Linked DNA regions of Pan troglodytes: region 2 is linked to region 1. A link is a contact called in public Hi-C data. All regions are on one chromosome and are shown on one strand. Each heading gives the region's core, a stretch centred on a gene start, on an enhancer-like site or on the middle of the called end of the contact. The rest is flanking DNA. Distances are from core to core; before and after follow the strand shown. Region 1 holds the start of H2AZ2 (H2A.Z variant histone 2). Region 2 holds the start of CCM2 (CCM2 scaffold protein).

What was found. Hi-C and Micro-C count contacts between places; a contact is called where the count stands out from the background.
Region 2: a Hi-C map of stem cell-derived neural progenitor cells shows a contact between it and region 1, with 6 times the contacts expected there. The contact joins the promoter of CCM2 here to the promoter of H2AZ2 in region 1. A contact is called at or near these places in 1 of 7 Hi-C or Micro-C datasets (stem cell-derived neural progenitor cells) and 1 of 1 datasets of contacts at active chromatin or transcription factors (stem cell-derived excitatory neurons).

Annotation. Positions count from the first base shown.
Region 1 is chr6:50,711,566-50,718,048 of NHGRI_mPanTro3-v2.0_pri, reverse strand. It overlaps H2AZ2 (H2A.Z variant histone 2), which reads left to right and starts at 3,730. Exons shown (of 5, transcript XM_016945308.4): 1 at 3,730-3,871. The coding sequence starts at 3,869.
Region 2 is chr6:50,862,485-50,869,806 of NHGRI_mPanTro3-v2.0_pri, reverse strand. CCM2 (CCM2 scaffold protein) reads right to left here and starts at 2,797. Exons shown (of 10, transcript XM_519079.7): 1 at 2,658-2,797. The coding sequence starts at 2,687. It overlaps LOC107975788, which reads left to right. Exons shown (of 6, transcript XM_063815918.1): 2 at 2,545-3,313; 3 at 3,658-3,751. The coding sequence ends at 3,680.

The DNA.
Region 1 (6,483 bases), core at 2,481-4,980:
CCTCAGCCTCTCAACTAGCTGGGATCACAGGCATGCGCCACACACTCAGCTAATTTTTTTCTTCTAATTTTTGTAGAAGTGGAGTCTTGCCATGTTGCCCAGGCTGGTCTCAAACTCCTGCCCTGGTGACTCATGCCTTGGCCTCCCAAAGCTTTAGGATTACAGGCATGAGCTACCATCCCCAGCCCAAAGTTGAATAATTTGTCAATGTTTGTAGTTTATCATTTATAGATGCTAATACATAACATTTTCTGGTTAGACTGGTGTTCTTCATGAGCTCATCTTTGCCTTTTTTGTAACCCTAGTTCACTAGAAACTAAATTTTACTAACACACTTGGTTTATAAAACTGTTAGTAGGCAGACTTTTTTCTGGCATCTGTGTTTACAGTGATGATATAATTTAGTGATGATATATAAATCAGTGAAAGGATTACTATTATCTACAATGAGAACCAGTTTTTTTCAACCTAACTCCACTTTCATCAAAATCTGAATCAATGACATGAAGGCTGAGGGGTAGAGAGTGGTGAGAAAATGATTTTCCTGTTAAGGAAGGAAGTTAACATTTATTGGATATTATGTGCTAGGTACAGTGCTAGGTGCTTTCTCATACATTATTGGACACTTCTTTCAGCCCCCCTTCACAAGGGTAACTCTTCTTTTTTTTTTTTTTTTTGAGATGGAGTGGAGTCTTGCTCTGTCGCCCAGGCTGAAGTGCAGTGGCGCAATCTTAGCTCACTGCAGCCTCCGCTTCCCAGGCTCTCCTGGGCCCAGGTGATTTTCCTGCGTCAGCCTCCTGAGTAGCTGGGAATAACAGGCATGCGCCACCACACCTGGCTAATTTTTGCATTTTTAGTAGAGACAGGGTTTTGCCATGTTGGCCAGGCTGGTCTCGAACTCCTGACCTCAGATGATCCACCCACCTTGGCCTCCCAAATTGCTGGGATTACAGGACTGAGCCACCACGCCCAGCCTGCATGCTCTTTGTGGACCACCCACACCAGCTAAACTACATTCCCTGTTTCTCTCTTAAAGCACCCTGTTCTTTTCCTTCAGCACACTTGAACTTATTATAATTCACATATGGTATTTGTTTATTTCTTTAACATCTGACTCCCGCTGCAGAGGACCACGAGGGCAAGGACGATGTCTATTTTGCTAATCACCAAATCCTCAGTACCTAGCACAGTGCCTGCAAACAGTAGGCACTGAGTGATTTGTTAAAGGAATAACTCACAGGCTTATGCCTTGGTAGATTGGTAATGCCATCCACTGAGGCCAGAAACACAGAGGAGCAGGAATTAACAATGGCTATTTTTACTGAAGTAACTCCTCTTCTACCTAGTTTTGAGGCTTCTATTAATCTGGGCACATTGCTCCATTCCTTCCTATTTCACTGGACACCCTTCCTCACACTTGTCTGTACCTTCATCCGTATTTTTCCAAATTCTTACTTAGAAGCTCACCCTCTTCCTCTTCTTGAATTTAAGTTACCTTTTTTTAAAGACTCACTTCCCCAAAGTTGCTTCTCCTGATTCAAACTTTGGAACAGCTATCATCAGCCTGGATATAAATTTCTAAAGTGCCAGCCTGGGAAAATCCTATGACAACAGAATCTCCACTAAGGCAGAAACTTGTTTTTTTCACTATTAACTCACCAACACCAAGAACACATTCTAGCACAGTCAATGCATCATACTGTGAAAAGAATGAAAGAATTTAAAGCTGGAATGAGTTGGAACAAATGTGAGCTGGTATCTTGGTTATCTACAGGCGATGCGGTCTCAGGCAAATGACTAAGTTCACCTAAGCCCATTTCTTCAGTTATGAAATGAAGCTGGCTCTCCCAGAAAGCTCATATTGTCCAGACTGTAATAGAGATGATCATGATAGGGTGATGGGCCTTTTTTAATTGTGGAAACAGGCCAGGCGCGGTGGCTCACGCCTGTAATCCCAGCACTTTAGGAGGCTGAGGCGAGAGGATCACTTGAGGTCAGGAGTTCAAGACCAGCCTGGCCAACATGGTGAAACCCTATTTCTACTAAAAATACAAAAACTAGCGGGGAATGGTGGTGGGAGCCTTTAGTCCCAGCTACCCAGGAGGCTGAGGCAGGAGAATCGCTTGAACTCAGGAGGCGGAGGTTGCAGTGAGCCCAGATCACACCACTGCACTCCATCCAGCCTGGGCAACAGAGTGAGACTTCATCTCAAAAAGTAAATAAATAAATAAATTGTGTTAACACTGTGGAAGAAAAATGATCGCTGGAGAGCCTGTGCACTCACATACATCCTTTAATTTTTACAACAGCTTCCGGGGGAAGGCGATTCCACTTTAGAGCTTTTCTTCCTTTCTAGCTGGGAGTTATCCTCCAAATTTTAACCTAATGATGTAAGCAGAATAAACACACTGAAGAGGTTGAGAAAAGAAAAACGGCTCACAACAGTCTGAGCTCTGTGAGGTCTGCAAAATGTATTAGGCCTAGAGGGACATGAGTATGGGACTTCGGTTATGCCCACCCTCTGCCCCCACATACACACATACCCAATCCCATGCATACCCAATTGTTTAAAGTCATTTCATTCCTGACTATCGGCCTCATCCATTACCTTTTTTTATTATTATTATTTTTAGACAGGGTATAATCTGTCTCCCAAGCTGGAGTGCAGTGGTGCGATCATGACTCACTGCAGCCTCGACCTCCTGGGCTCAAGAGATCCTCCTGTCTCAGTCTTGACAGTAGGTGAGGCTACAGGTTCGCGCCACCAAGCCGGCCCCATTATCTTCGTGTTCTTAGAATTTGTAATACATGCCGGGCGCGGTGGCTCACGCCTGTAATCCCAGTACTTTGGGAGGCAAAGGCGGGCAGATCACCTGAGGTCAGGAGTTCGAGACCAGCCTGACCAACACGGAGAAACCCCGTCTCTATTAAAAATACAAAAGTTAGCTGGGCATTGGGGCGCGCGCCTGTAGTCCCAGGACTCCATCTCTAAAAAAGGAAAAAGAATTTGTCATACAAATAACAATATGTAGCCAATTGATAGCTTTTGTTTTTGTTTGTTTGTTTTGAGACGATGCGTCGCCCAGCTGGAGTGCAGTGGCGCGATCTCGGCTCACTGCAACCTCCGCCTCCGGGGTTCAAGCGATTCTCCCGCCTCAGCCTGCCGCGGACCTTGTCAGGGTCCGCGCTGAGAGGACGTCAGAGTAGTCAGTCCGCCAGAATACGGCTGAGCATGAGGCCTGCCTAACCTTGAAACCCAGCGCCCTCCTGATCCACACGTTCTAAGACGAATAAATCCTCACAGTCTGTGAAAACCCACCAGGAGAAGCACGTCCAACACTCTTTACCTCCCCAAACAAGTCTCATAAGCGGGAAAACCAACGCCGCGAATGGGCGGGAAAGCCACAGCGCCTGCAATCGCTTCACCTTATTAGCTAATTTTGCTGTCCTTCCCAGTGGCCCGCCTCCCTTGCTCGCGGGCGATATTTTTATTGGCTTTCGTCTGCGAGGCGTCCAATCTCATTGGTTTGCCTTTCTGTTCGTCAGGCTTGGGCGCCTGGTGAAAGGCAGAGAGCGCGTCACTATTGGGGCTGGAGGCCCGCCTCCGCGTGCCGTGTGCAAAAACAAACAGCCGTTAGGAAGGCGGTGCCGGGGGGGCGGGGTCTGGCTAGAAGGAGGCGCGCGATTGAACAGCCGCTGGGGTTCGAACCAGCAAGACAAGCGGGCATTGGCCACAGCAGCGCGAGGCGGGCACGGGGTATTGTCCGGCTCCGGCGGCGGCGGTCGGTGCTGCGAGAGCGGCGGCGGCGGCGCGGGTCGGCAGCGGGAGGGCGCGCGGCCGAGCGGAGGCGGAGTCGGCGCCGAGAACATGGTAAGGGCGGCCGGGTGGGCCGGGGGCACGGGGCCTAGGGGAGCAGAGCGCGGAGGCCCTGGCGTCCGCGCCGCTACCTGTGGAGTCGGGAGTTTGCGGGTGTCTGGGCTTCGTCCGGCCGAGCCCCTCGCCGCCCGCCGGGGGGCGCCATGTCCCAGCTGCGGAGCCCGACACGGGTCCCCGGGTGAGAGCTGGGCCTGGCCGGGTAGAGCGCGAAGTCTGTTCCGAGCCGGACAGATCTGTCCCGACGCTTGTGACGCTGCACCGCCCGTCTTAGAAGGAGGAGGACGGCAGAATCCGGCTTGGAAATGTAGAAACAAGTGCTGGATCTTAATGTGATCGCTTCTCTGTATGAATGAGGTCAAACAGGCTGCCGCTGTACAAGTTAGATAAGTCTTTGGCGATGTTTGGTTACGTAATCTCCCTGGCAGTCAGTTTGAGGGTTTCTGCGAAAGGGTGCTTGTATTTGTGGTCTTTTGAGCGACAAAGAATGGTTTTATAGACCAGAACCACACGATTTGTTCTAGGTGATTGCACAGGTTAGAAATGAACGCCCGTTATCTTCTGAGCCCCTTGCAGTTTGCGGTTTTCATTATACAACAGTACTTTCCTTTGCCCTTGCTATGGATTTTCAGTCTTAAAGTATTCATCTTTTTATTCTGAAATTCAGATCTAGATAAGAAGAGTGTGGCTTTAAAAAAATGAAAGTGAATAGAACTTCAGCCCCATCTTAAAGTTGAGGGAAAAGAGAAGGTGCTAAAGGATACGCTCTGAGTTGCATCAAAGATTGTGTAAAAATAATAAGACTGTTATGGAATCTTATTTTTGCCGGTATTCGTGCTTTAAGCATTCTGTTGAAAGGTTACTTCAGCGGGAGCTACCTGCTTAAAAGTTAGCACCAAGCTGTCATTTATCATACTGCAGATAGTATTAGATGATTTGTCTTGTGCTTGATGTGACAGATATGGTATTGAATAGACATAACACCTAACTGTAAACAGATTGGCCAGTCAAGAGGACAATGTTTGGTTATTGTAAAATACCCAAATCTTAGAGCTGGAATAGACTTTAGGGATAATTGCTTCCAACGTCTAACGTATAGTTTATTGTTATTGTAAAAAACCCAAATCTTAGAGCTGGAATAGACTTTAGGGATAATTGCTTCCAATGTCTCACGTATAGTTTATTGTTATTGTAAAGTACTTTATAGTACTTTAACAAACTGGGGTACAGCGTACATCTAATCTGTAAAAGGATTTGCTCAAACAGATGATTTTCATGATTCTAGTTTTTTGTGGTTTTTTTTTTTTTTGGTTTTTTGTTGTTTGTTTTTTGTGGGTTTTTTTTTGAGACGGAGTCTCACTCTGTTGCCAGGCTGGAGTGCGATGGGCGATCTTCGCTCACTGCAACCTCCGCCTCCCGGGTTCAAGCGATGCTCCTGCCTCAGCCTCCCGAATAGCTACAGGCGTGCGCCACCACGCCCTGCTAATTTTTTGTATTTTTAGTAGAGATTGGGTTTCACCATGTTGGCCAGGATGGTCTCGATCTCTTGACCTTGTGATCCGCCCGCCTCGGCCTGACAAAGTGCTGGGATTACAGGCGTGAGCCACCGCGCACAGCCAATTCTAGTTTTTCAGATATTTTTCAGTCTCTAGTGATACGCTATATGTTTTATATCCACTTACCAGTAGCTAAAAATACATAAGTATTAACATAAGCTAAAAATGCAGGAGACATTGAGTTGTCGTTCTTGATAGATTTTAAACCTGAGAGGAAGTAAGCAGATGTCTGTTAAAACTGACATGAAAGTGTCTTAGTATCCAGTTTGCAAGTTTATCCAAGTAAAATGAACGAACTCCTACTTCCTCCTCTCTCTCTCTCTCTCTCTCTCTGTGTGTGTGTGTGTGTGTGTGTGTGTGTGTGTGTAATTTTTTAAAACCAACAACCTTAACTCAGGTTAATACGAAGTCAGTTCTTGGAATTAAAAAATTTAGATTTGGGTTCTCAAGCACCAATTATATTAAAATGAATGTTCAAAGTAGGGAGGCTATATATACAGTTTGAGGGGATATCGGAAAGAAAGTAATTATCCATTTATTGTATAGTTTTATATTCAGATAAGTTTGATACCATAAAAGTTTTCTCTTGTTAAGTATGAGAAATGTATCAGGAGTCTCTAAATGTTGGAAATAGTCATTTAATGGATTGAGGCTTTTAAAACCTGACTGTATGTCTACTTCCTTAAAAAGCAAATAGAACACCAAATATGACATATCTGTAACAGTGAGGATAAAATTGCTTAAGCAGAGTAGTTATTATATGACCTGGGGAGCCTGGGGAATTTTGTAGTTGTTGGCTTTTCATTAGTGACTACTTCTTTTTTCCAATCCAGTCATAGGAAGACAGTGATTATAATTTTAGATGCCAGTTGAGAGGTTTTTAAGTGTTATATATTAGGGCAAATGGAGATAACAAGGGTTTTTTATTTGAGAAGTAAGACTGTCTTGTTAGTGGAGCTGACCTCAAAAATCCAAAAATTGTATTTTTCTTATATAACAACATAGTCAAAAATTATTAAAATATGAGGCATTCTGGTAGAAATAGCGTCTCAG
Region 2 (7,322 bases), core at 1,548-4,047, 150 kb before region 1:
GCTAAAAAGTAGACACTCTGTAGACATCAGGACAGAAGAGCAGCCCCAAGTGGTCACTTCTACTCCCCAGGCCCCACACCTTTAGTGGCCAGAGGACTTTTCTGTCAATGCACTCATTCTTTCAGATGGACCCATGAGTGATCCATCTCCCCATCAGCTCCTGGGGGCCACAAGCTCTTCCTGCATCCCCATCACCCAGTGAGTTTCATGGGACACAAGAGGGGCTCAACAGACATCTGTTAAACGAACCATGGCCCACTTGAGGAAACCCAGGTGTACAGTCATCATAACCACATGTGCTGAGGTGACCTGAGAAAGGGCAGTGATACACTGGGGCCAAGTTTCTGTGAGACTCACTTTGGTCCATAGGTTCTCTGCCAACTCACTGATTCCTGTGTCCTGAGGAAAATGGGCCGAGGTAAAAAAAAAAAAGCCTGAATCACTGCTTGGCAGACACCAAGACAAGTGTCTGAGATTAAAAAGAAAAAAAAAAAAAAAAGGCCCACCTGAGCTCAGGTGATCCTCCTGCCTCAGCCTCCCAAGTAGCTGAGACTATAGGCGAGCACTGCCGCGCCTGGCTAATTTCTGTATTTTTTGTATAGATGGGGTTTTGCCATGTTGCCCAGGCTGGTCTCGAACTCCTGAGCTAAAGTGATCCAGCCTCGGCCTCCCAAAGTGCTGGATTACAGGCGTAGCTACCATACCCAGCCTAATTCTGCATTTTTTGAAGAAGCTAACTTAGAAGAATTTAAACGTCCAAACTGTACCTTCATAAAACTATTGTCAGTACTTCTGCTACTTATGTCTGAATTTGTGTATAAGTTTAGAGCAATGCAATTTACCTTAATGAGAATGATTTAATCACCGAAGTTATTAAACTGGAGGTGATCTCACATTGAATGTGGTAGCTGAGCAGGAAGGTTCTGCCAGCTTGCAACTGGCAGAGTACACGAGGTAGCGTTAAGTCATGACCTGGAGAAGAATCCATGCCCCAAAGCTCCTTGTCTGGCTTGTCTACAGGAAACAAGCTAAGACAAGTGGCAGAATACAGAAAAAACACAAAACCCCTGGCTTAAGCAACTACATAACAACTGATTATCTCCTCTAGTGAGAAAATGAAATTAATAATTAACCTGTTTATGCCTAAATTTTTTCATTACCCAACTGGAAAATTCTTGATAATTTTACTGTTTTTTCACTTGTACCCCAAAAACAGTCTTCTCTCTCTCTCTATTGCTGGGTGTTTCATGTTTCTACCAAAGCTGATAGACAGCTCTAGAAAAAAAAATCACTCAATTCCATCCTTGCCTATCACACACAGGTAGATGGGCCAGGTACTCCTGTAAGTGGTGCACAATGAGGTCATCAGTCCTTAGCGCGCTCTTGGATCCCGGCATTCCACAGAGCAGATGGCTCACTTTCCGCAAAGCTCAGCATCATCCACACTAGGGCCTGATGGTCCCTGCTAAGCAGCCACCGGGTTAGCACCTCTCCTTTCCAGCTAACTCCCTTTACACTGCTTGGCTCCTCCCTCTTCTGTGCGCAGCACGCATCTCTAATCTAACACCTGCAGGCTGAATCACTGTCTTGAGCTATTTTCCAGACTTAAAACATCTTTGTAGATAACCGCAAATTATACTGCACCTAAATTAGACATGCATGGTGCTAACATGAAACAATGAGTTGAGAAAGTAGAGAACCAGCACCACAGGACTCCCTGAAGGCCACCTGGCTACATTCTATTTCAAACAGGACTTTTAAATGGGGCACTCTGTCAAACAAGGTGGTGAGTAGCTGTCAATTAAAGGACACTGCCCTGCAGAGTTCAGGGTAGTAAAATCATAGTTAGGAATTATCGAGGTCTGCTTTAAACTTGTGGATAAAAGTGCGCACACACACATCAAAAAGAAAATGATAGCCAAGACGTGAAGATTATAAAGCATTTATTTGAAAAAGATACATTTTATTAAAATCCATTTTCCACTTTAATGGTAATTCAATCCACATCGTTTTTCCAGTCTTAAAATGTTTCTTTATCGACTACTATAACCCTTTACTGTAATTAAAGCCACATTTTGTAAAACTACATAAACTGGGGTTTGACTATGAACTACGTCCTAAACTATGTCCTAAACATTGAACTATGTCCTAAATCCCACTGCCAAATGTAGCTAGCGTCACTAAAATCAATCAATGGTTTTAGGTCTGAGTGACAGTGGACGAGTGAGCTGGCCATAAGGTGAAGGCCACCCTTGCTTTTACTGGATATCCAAAAACGAAGTCCAGTGAGCAGCAAACGTCTCCACGTTAACCACACAGCCCACTAGCTCCAGTTCCAGCCCTGGACAGCTTTCTGGCCCCTCGCCGGGCCCACTTCCTCTGCAGCCCCAGGTCCCGACGCGCAGAGAAGGCCGTCTGGGGCCGAGGTCGGGGCGAGCCGCAGCCCGGGCCAGAGGAAAGGCGCGGCGCTTCCTGCCCGCCCGGCCGCGAAAGCCCACCTGACCATTGTCCGGGGTCTCGCCCTGCCCCGCCTCGCCCCGCCAGCTGGCCCACTGCACCCCCCTCCGGGCCCCAAGGAACACCCGCCCACCCCACCCTGGCCCCTCAAGCCAGCCGCCCGCCGACCACAGCAGTAGGACGCCCCCGCGCACGCTCACCTTCTTGCCCTTCTTGCCCTCCTCTTCCATATCGCCGCGTGCGGCTCCCGCGGCCCGCCCGGCCCGCCCCGGGAGCCCCGCCGCCAGCAGCCGCTACATGCTCGACCCGGGCCCGCCGCCCCCGCGCTCCCGGCGCCGCCCGCCAGCCGGGCCCGAAGTCTCCGCCCCGGCCGCGCCCCGCACCCGCACTTCCGGGCCCGAGAGAGCAGGCCCCCACTCCGCCCCGCCCAGGCCCCACCTTCCCCAGCGCAGGCCCCGCCCACGGTTGTCGCTCATCCTCACTTTCAGGCCCAAGGGAATCGGACCCGCGGCGATCAGACCCCGCCCCTTCAGGGAGAACACGGCCCGTTGGCCCCGCTCACGGCGAGAGCACCGCCCACAGGCTGAAGATCCTGCCCCTTCAGGACGGCCGAGAACGCGCCTGCCTTGCACCACCCCCACCCCGCCCCGCGTCCTTCAGGAGAGCCGGAAACGCTCCTACCCGCTTTTCGCTTCTGCACGGCCGCGAGAACGCACCTGTCCAGCCCCCTGTTCGCTTCGCCCACTCAGCGCGCGCGGGAGCGCGCGCGGGAGCAGCTCCAACTTTTTCAATTTGCCGCCATCTTTACGGCGGCCGACTTCCCAGCCTGCCTCGCGTCCAGGGAGGCGGAGCTCAGGTCTCTGAAAAGGGGACGGGGGGCGGGGGACGGGGGACGGGGGCTGGCGGGAGGGGACGCGGCCGGCAGATGGCGAAGGAGGGGCGCGAGGAGGCGGCCACTGTTGAGGGGCGGGGCGTCCCGCCAAGAGTCTGGGTGCGGTGCGGTTTTCTTTTTTCTTGTGTCCCACTTTATTCCCTGAGCCACAGGGAATCCGTTTTCTAGTACTTCTCTGTTCTAAAGTCTGCCTGCCTTAGACAAACACATTTGGAAAATAGAAGTGCAACCACAAGGATGTGCAGACCCTATCAGAATAAAATCGTAGAACCTTACCAGTCATCTGGTATAATTTCCACATTTTCCAGATGAGGTCCGGGGAATGAGGTGATTCGCCCAAAAGCACACTACAAATTGGAGTCACCAGCAGGTCTGCTATTTTGCCACTAAACCAATCTGCCGGTAAGAACTTTGTAGCACAGCTAGAATGTAAACTGTGTTTTTTGGGTTTTTTTTTTTTTTTTTTTTTTTTTTTTTTTTGAGACGGAGCCTTGCTCTGTCGCCCAGGCTGGAGTGCCAGTGGCGTGGACCTCGGCTCACTGCAAGCTCTGCCTCGCGGGTTCACGCCGTTCTCCTGCCTCAGCCTCCCGAGTAGCTGGGACTACAGGCGCCAGCCACCACACCTGGCTAATTTTTGTATTTTTAGTAAAGACGGGGTTTCACCATGGTCTGGATCTCCTGACCTCGTGATCCGCCCACCTCGGCCTCCCAAAGTGCTGGGATTACAGGTGTGAGCCACCGCGCCCGGCCAGAATGTAAACTGTTAACAAAGAGAACCAGTATTTGTCTCAACTAATTTTTTTTTTTTTTGAGACAGAGCTGAGTTTCACTCTGTCGCCCAGGCTGGAGTGCAGTGGTGAGATCTCGGCTCACTGCAACCTCTGCCTCCCGGGTTCAAGCGATTCTCCTGCCTCAGCCTCCCGAGTAGCTGGGATTACCGGCATGCACCACCACGCCCAGCTAATTTTGTATTTTTAGTAGAGACAGGGTTTCTCCATGTTGAGGCTGGTCTCAAACTCCTGACCTCAAGTGATCCACCCGCCTCGGCCTCCCAAAATGCTGGGATTACAGGCGTGAGCCACCGCGCCCGGCCTAATAATTCTTTATATTAAACTTTTCTTTACTGTGTTTCTGTCTCCTGACTGGGCCTATGTTGTACTGATATTCAAAAGAAATACTTGGTCTCTAGACCTCTCCAAAGGCATGAGTATTCCATTCTCTGCAAGATAAAGCAGAGATAGTGGAAACACCCTTTCAATCTGCCTTCTGCAATAACCCAGCTTGCCACATTTGCACACACAAATGATGTAGCGCATCTGGTTGTCATTATTTTCCCACCATTCACAGAACACAGGCCTGATATTTAAAGTCTTCCACCGTCTTCCACAAATGCATATTTATCACTCCATAATACAGTAAACAACACTACTAAAACTTCTCTTAGCCTAACTCTGGATGTGCTGACTTCCTCAGGCTGTTCTTATCCATCAGAATACCTTTGCCCTGTCTTTGCATACACAGGTTCATGCTTCAAGTAAAAATCCACTGGCTAATGATCAGATGGTGATAACTGGGAATAAAGACAATAAAATGAGAAAAGCAAAAAGGCTGTTAGCTTGCTATAACAAGGGAGTCAGCCACCATCATTTGTATTTGGATGAGACTCAATGTCAGGCAGAGGAGTGGGTAAGCTTTATAGTGAAAAAAGGGAAGCCTCCAGGGATGTCCTCATTTGAGGCTGTTGGCCTGGGGAAGCAAGAGGCAGGGCATCCCAAGTGATTGGTTAGGGGCACATATTTGTCTTTCTCTGGTTGCTCCTAAGCTGGAAGCAGGACCAAAAACTAGGAAAGCTGCCAGTTTTTTTTTTATTGACAAATAATTTTTTGTTTCTTTTGTATTTTTAGAGATAAAGTCTCACTCTGTCCTTCAGGTTAGAGTGCAGTGATGCAGTCATGGCTCACTGAAGCTTCAACCTCCTGGGCTCAAGCAATCCTCCCATCTCAGCCTCCCAAGTAGCTGGGACTACAAGGACGCATCACCAAGCCTGGCTAATTTTAGTATATTTTTGTTGAGACAAGGTCACACTATGTTGCCCAGGCTGGTCTCAAACTCCTAGGCTCAAGCAATCCTCCCTCCTCAGCCTCCCAAAGTGCTGGGATTATAGGCATGAGCCATCGCACCCAGCTAACACATAATAATTGTACATATTTATGAGGTACATGTGATTTGTGTGTGTGTGTGAGACAGAGTCTCACTCTGTCGCCCAGGCTGGAGTGCAGTGTCATGATTTCAGCTCACTGCAACCTCTGCCTCCCAGGTTCAAGCAATTCTCCTGCCTCAGCTTCCCAAGTAGCTGGGATTACAGGCATGCACCACCACACCAGGCTAATTTTTTTTTTTTTTTTTTTTTTTTTTGCGACAGAGTCTTACTCTGTATTGCCCAGGCTGTAGTGCAGTGGTGCAATCTCAGCTCACTGCAACATCCACCCCCCGGTTTCAAGCGATTCCCCTGCCTCCGGAGTAGCTGGAATAACAGGCGCCCACTACCACGCCCGGCTAATTTCTGTATTTTTAGTAGAGACAGGGTTTCACCATGTTGCCCAGGCTGGTCTCAAACTCCTGGCCTCATGTGATCTGTCCACCTTAGCCTCCCAAAGTGCTGAGATTACAGGCATGAGCCACTGCACCCGGCCAAAATACATGTGATATTTTGATACATGCATATGATGTGTAATAATAAAATCAGGGTATTTAGGATATTCATCACCTGAACACTTATTTCTTTGTGTTGGGGACATTTCAGATCTCTCCTAGCTATTCTGAAATATACAGTACATTGTTGTTAACTATAGTCATCTTACTCTGCTATGGAACATTAGAATTTAGGCTGGGTGTGGTGGCTCAAACCCGTAATCTGAGCACTTGGAGAGGCTAAGCTGGGAAGATCACTTGAACCCAGGAATTGGAGACCAGCCTGGGCAATATAGTGAGATCCTTTTTCTACAAAAAATACAAAAATTAGCTGGGCATAGTGGTGTGCACCTGTGGTCCCAGCTACTCAGGGGCCTGAAGTGGGGTCCTTGAGCCCAGGAGGTCGAGGCTGCAGTGAGCTGTCATTGCACCACTGCACTCCAGCCTGGGCAACAAGCAAGATCTGTCACACACACACACACACCCCACATGAGAAATTATTGCTTCCATTTAGCTGTATGTTTGTACATGCTAACCAACCTCTCTTCAGCCCCCTACTTTCCCCCAACACACACCCTTCCCAGCCTCTGGTGTCTATCATCCCAGTCTCTATCTCAATGAGATGAATATTTGTTTAGCTCCCACATATGAGTGAGTAAATGCAATACTTTTGTTTTTTTGTTTAAAAAAAAATTTACAGGGATGAGGTCACTATGTTGCCCAGGCTGGTGTCCAACTCCTAGGTTCAAGCCATCCTCCCACCTCAGCCTCCCAAGTATTGGGATTACAGGCTTACATAGTGACCTCTAGCTCTATTTATGTTGCTGCAAATGACATTTTCATTTTTTTTCCTATGGCCAAATAGTATTCTATTGTGTATATATACTAATTTTTTTTGACATGAGGCTCACTCTGTCACCCAGGCTGGAGTGCAGTGGTATGATCACTGCTCACTACAGCCTTGATCTCATAGACTCAAGAGATCCTCCCACCTCAGCCTCCCCAGTAGCTGGAACCACAGGTGTCTGCTATCACACCTGGCTAATTTTTTTACTTTTTGTAGAGATGAGGTCTCTATGTTGCCCAGGCTGCTCTCAAATTCCTGGGCTCAAGCAATCCTCGCGCCTTAGCCTCCCAAAGTGCTGGGATTATAGGCTTGAGTCACCACGCTCAACCTTATTTTTTGTCTTTTATTTTTTTTTTAGAGACAGGGTTTCCCTCTGTTACCCAGGCTGGAGTGCAGTGGCGTGATCTTAGCTCACCGCAGCCTTGAACTCCTGGG